Linked DNA regions of Triticum aestivum: region 2 is linked to region 1. Evidence: chromatin contacts called from public Hi-C data. All regions are on one chromosome and are shown on one strand. The core of a region is the stretch at or near the end of the contact, and the rest is flanking DNA. Distances in the headings are between cores, read along the strand shown. Region 1 holds the start of LOC123065203 (mitochondrial arginine transporter BAC2). Region 2 holds the start of LOC123069313.

Region 1 (2,747 bases), core at 172-2,671:
AAGCGCTGGCGAAAATTGTCTATGAATAGGGCATCGGGGGCAAAGTAGTCGCCCATCAGCATCAAATGCCCTCGTGCACTGTTTTGATTTAGCGATCGATGACCCTTGATCACTCCCTTGAAATTGAGAGCATGCTCCGCATTTGCAAGGATCGCATGTATCATCGCCATTTCATCCACATACTCCTCCTCGTCGGATGAGTCGGCTCAGTGCAGTTCTCATACAAGTACTTCAAGTCCGAATCCATTGCCTCAAAGAAGAGAGAGAAATGTCAAAATTTTAGCACTAACATTTGGTCAAACACTTGCCGGAGGTGGTGACACCCATGGACGACATCCATAGGAGCGGATGGTACCTGCGTGGCGGATGGGCGAGAGGTGGAATGGTGAAGTAGGCAAAGCGGTGTGGTGACATGATGGAGCAACGGAGGTCCGGTAAGGCTTTGGCGGGCGTCCAGAGTGGTACGGTGACGGTGACGGCCACGGAGGAAACCAAAGCAGAACACGGGGGTGTGAATGAAGACGTGGGCTCTAGATGGGTTTTGGGTGGGCCACGGATGTTGGAGTACTACATGGCGAAGGTCTGAACGCCTGCAAAGCTCCTGCAACTTTGCGTCTAGGTTGTGGGATTTCAGACAGCCATACCTCATACGTATGCGGGACGATGTTGAATGGTGAACTGCGTTCGGACAACTCGTCTCGGATGTTCACGGACAATTTAAGGGCCGACTTTGGAGATACCCTAACATAGCATTCAGATACAGGGTTCACGAAGAGGGACCACTATGCCTTCCCCGCATAAAAAAGGAAACAGAGGGTTACCAAGTACTAACCCAGGACCCTTCCTTGTTGTATAATCTTGCTCAATACTATCAACAAAAAGCAAACATGAAGTACTCCCTCCGTTTCATAATTTTTTGGTGTGCCTTTAGTTCGAAATTATGGAACCAAGGGAGTAGGATGAAACAAAAAAGTAGGCTACATTCTAAGGGCATGGCCAACACTCCAACTTGGAGTGCGGCCCCATCCAAAAAGTTGCTGATGTGGAGGAAAGAGGGGGAAAAGGTAGTGCTTGCAGGGGCCGAACGAGCTCTTGCAGGGGAGTCGGGTGCCTCGTCCAAAAAGATGAAAGAAAGCAGCAGAGAGGAACCGGTAGTGAGAGGGATTATGCATATGTAGATGAAAAAGTAAGAGAGAACAAAAAAAAGACGAAGGTGTGGTCCGCTCAAGCTCTGGCTGCATTGGGGACAGAAAATTCATACACTTAACCTACCTGAACGATGGGGCAGCTACAAGGTGTTGCCCCATTGTACATGCCCTAATTGGGCGTGATACACTGGCACGTCATGGGGCAAATACGACGGTTCGGCCTGCGCCCGCCCCATACGCAAGCCTCGGCAAATACTCCACTCCACTTCCACTGCACTAGGCAAGCAAAGCAGAGCAGAGCAGCAACGTATTCAGGTTGGGACGGACGCTCGGGAACAGAGTGCTTGTCCGTTTCCTTCGCGCTCACTCCCCGTGCCCACAAATACCGCCACCCGCCATCCCTCTCCCACTACATGTCCTCACTTCTCTTCCCGCTCTTCTTCTCCTCCTCCCGCCGTGCCATTGCCGCCCGTGCCCTACCAATTCACCCACGCGGAAAGTTCCCTTCATCCACCGCCGCACACGCCGCGCGTCAGGCCGGCCGTCCGTGTTCCTCGGTTCCGCCCCTGCTCTCCAACGAGTCCGTGCGGATAGAGAGTCCTTTTCCGCTTTTGGAATCGGCACCAAAAGGGAAGCGGGAGATCCGGGTGCTTTTCTTGGCCGGCCGATCCTGCCTGTATATACGATCGGGTCCATTCCCCCGCGCGAGGGCGCCCGAGGGAGCGGCGATTCGAGGGGGGCGGTGGTCTGGTCCGTGGATGGTCGTCATCGTCGTCGTTTGGCCGGACCGTGTCGATGGAGTTCTGGCCCGAGTTCTTGGCGAGCAGCGGCGGGCATGAGTTCGTGGCGGGAGGCGTTGGCGGCATGGCCGGCGTGCTGGCGGGCCACCCGCTGGACACGCTCCGCATCCGCCTGCAGCAGCCGCCGCGGCCCGTGAGCCCCGGGATCACCGCCGCGCGGGTGACGCGCCCGCCCTCCGCCGTCGCGCTGCTGCGCGGCATCCTCCGCGCCGAGGGCCCCTCCGCGCTCTACCGCGGCATGGGCGCGCCCCTCGCCTCCGTCGCCTTCCAGGTGAGCCAGCCAGTTTTAGGAACGTAAAACGTTTCACGCAATTAGGCCGGCCGGCCGGCGTGTGGAGTCCATGAGATCGTGAATTCTTTGGTCACGTCTTCCTTTTTCCAAAAGTTTGCAAATATCGTTTTCGAGAAGAAAGTGTTCAAATAGATGGTACTACTACACGACGTGAACATCTATGACACGACTAAGTAAATGAGCTAGTTCTTTTTAGGATAGTAGATGAGCTAGCTATCATATAGGACGGCGTCACTTTGCGTGTACTACGAAAAGATCATTTGTTTCTCCTCTTGCTTGGCGCATTTGAAGTCTTGTAGTTTTGCATCCTCCGCCTTTGCTTCCTTTACGTGTATCGTTGCGTCGCGCTCATTCCGGTGGTTCACATGGTGTGGCGGCTTAGCGTACGGCCATGCACATGTTTCATGTTTACTCGTGATTAGGCCTGTGTCGGAACGTACTATGCTGCCTAACACTGGCCATTTGGCCAACGGCATTTGTAAGTCTTCCGCAAAAAAAAAAAACGAC
Region 2 (2,747 bases), core at 163-2,662, 430 kb before region 1:
TCATCTTTCTTATTTAAACAACGTGTTTGGTTGAAGGGAATTAGCGATAGGAGAGTTTAAGGGGTACTAGACATATGCTCTATTGTTTGGTTGAGGGGCAAGAAAGTTGAGGAGGGAAGGGGAAATGAATTAAGGAGGCGAGGTTAGTCAAGTTCAGAAGGAAAATAAAAGGAGGTGAGGCTAATTTCCACATATCCCTTTCCTAGTTTCAGGTGGGATGGAAAAATTCCCACTAGTAAATTTCCACCACACATCAAACATGGGTTTGAGATGGATAATCTTTTTTCCAAAGCCTAAATCTCATCCCACTTCTCTCAGGCTGTCAAACACGTTGCAAGGAAATGTTGTGCGTCTTGTCTTAATTAATCACTCACTTTTTATGTTTTTTCAGCTATCTTACTTTCTAGTTTTATCTTTTCTTTCTTGATTTTACAATTTCGAGTTTTGGGGTCTTTCCTATTATTTTTATTTTTTATTTTTTATGGTTTACCATTTTCTCTTTTGTAAAAATATATTAATTTCTATTACCTCCATCCCAAAAGTATTTTCTTATGTCTAGATACATCCATATATAGACAAATCTAAGACACGTAATTCGGGACAGAGGGAGTATTTCATTAATATGCATTTTTTCTTAAATGCCTGAGCACTTTTTAAAAATCACATAATTCGAGAAAGAGGGAGTATTTCATTAATATGCATTTTTCTCTTAAATGCCTGAGCACTTTTTAAAAATCACATTAATATATTTTAAACTTCATAAATACTTTTTAATTATTTGTGCATTATTAAAATTCATAAACACTTTTTTGAAACTACAAAACACTTTTAAATTACAGGAAATATTTTGGAATTATGTGTACACTTTTTAATCGAATGGATTTTAAAAAATTACATAAACACTTTTATTTACATGGAACCTTTGTTAAAAAATGGAATGTCCTTTAAATTTAACTAACATTTTTCTCAAATTGCGTAAGTTTTTATAAAATAGATGACCTTTCTATTATTATACGGATATTTTCCTAAAATACGTAAACATTTTTATAAAAATATACGATTATCTTTTAAAATGTGTGAACACTTTTTTACATGGATATCTTTTAATACGTGAATAATTTTTAAATGCATAATTGTTTCATAAATACATTTTTACGGGGGATTATAACTAATAAAGTTTTATGTGTGCATATTATTATAACACATGAGTATTTTTATTCCACTGAATACACATGATTGTTTTTATATTATTTAACAGAATTCCAGAAAAACAAGAAACATTGTAAGGTGGGCCGCACCGATTGCGGGACGTTCAGGCAGCGCTGTGGGCGGCCCCGTGCTTAACGCTCGCACGAAGCAGCGTATAGCACAGCCCTTTGTTCCCCTCAAAAAAAAAAAAAAAGAAGAGCACAGCCCTTTGTTCTCTTCCAATCTCTTTTGCAGTTCGTTCCCTTCCCCGGCGAGCCCACCGCCGCAGCGACATCTCGCGTGCCACCGAGGCGCCGGAGTTTGATTATGGCATCCAACGATGGCGAGGGAGGAGAAGGGTGGGAGGCGGCGGTGCGAGCGGAGATGGGCGGTGCGAGCTGGTGGGACGATCCAGACGGCGCCGACCTCCACGCCAGGTTCAAGGCCTTCACGGGGCAGCGCCGCGACTGGCCCGAGCCCAAGCTCCTCTTCTGGAAGGACCTCCTCCTGCGCGTCGCCCGACGCCTCCGCCTCTGCTCCGCCCCCGCCCACTTGGTAAGTGACCGCCACCTCAAATGCGAGGGTTCGTTTGCTTTCTCTCCTGAGACCATGACGGCGACGGCCACTGCCGCAGGTGACGAGCGTTTGGTTTGCCCGCCCCGGAGGCATCACGCCGCTCTGCTTGCCGCAAGTTCTGGTCAGTTTCTACAACAACCTCACTGTATGTACAGCGTGTGCTATCGGCGTGAGCTAGTGACAAATTTTTTCTGGACATTTCAGGAGGAGATGCGTGCCGATGGGGAGATACTGCTTAAATCCGAGCTAATTGTTCCGACCGCAGGCGGCTTGTATCAGCTTGTCAGGAGGGTGAGCCAGATGGCTATCTCAAGGCGTCCGATTGTACAGGAGGACATCCTTGTGTTTAGATCTTTGGTTGAGGTATAAATTCCTTTTTCAGGCAATGTTGTTAAGAGTGTTAGTATGCTGATTTGATGCCCTGCTATTCAATTGCAGGAACGGTTTGAGGACATTGCTTCGCAGCTGAGAGGCTCCCATTGGACATCAACATGTGTCATTACTTTGACTAAATTCAATAGCTTCTTTTACGGGCAGGAGGATGCTCATGCAGCGTTATGTTACTTGACGCAACGTGGGAAAGCACGGTATCTTGCGATCAGGAAGGAAGACCCTGTCGAGGTTCACGATTTTCTGTTCCATTTTCTGTGGCTTTGTTGCAGTGAATTCCCTCATGTGTTAATACTTAAGTTGGGTGGCTAGCTTCAGGGTGTGAAGTTTCCACTTGTCTCTGCTCATGCTCCTGCCGTCTCGAAGTTTGACTGTGATACCTTACACTTAGTTTGGCAAGAAGAGAAATTGCAGCAGCAGTTTGATGTGCTTGATCGCCGATGGGAAATGTTAGTCTACTTATTGATTTGCCATCTACAATTTGCATGTAACTCTTACGTGTTGTGGTAGAACTCCTATGTAGATTGCATAGACCTAAGCCTACACATTCCAACAGTTGCTATTGTAGGGCAGTTTTACAACTAATATATTCC

What was found. A called contact is a pair of places that touch in the nucleus more often than the background predicts.
Region 2: a contact with region 1 is called in a Hi-C map of leaf, with 5 times the contacts expected there. The contact joins the promoter of LOC123069313 here to the promoter of LOC123065203 in region 1. A contact is called at or near these places in 2 of 5 Hi-C or Micro-C datasets (both in leaf).

What each region holds. Positions count from the first base shown.
Region 1 is chr3B:192,133,856-192,136,602 of IWGSC CS RefSeq v2.1, reverse strand. LOC123065203 (mitochondrial arginine transporter BAC2) reads left to right here and starts at 1,421. Exons shown (of 2, transcript XM_044488552.1): 1 at 1,421-2,219. The coding sequence starts at 1,944.
Region 2 is chr3B:192,564,121-192,566,867 of IWGSC CS RefSeq v2.1, reverse strand. LOC123069313 reads left to right here and starts at 1,412. Exons shown (of 8, transcript XM_044492142.1): 1 at 1,412-1,743; 2 at 1,823-1,885; 3 at 1,969-2,127; 4 at 2,203-2,385; 5 at 2,473-2,603. The coding sequence starts at 1,516.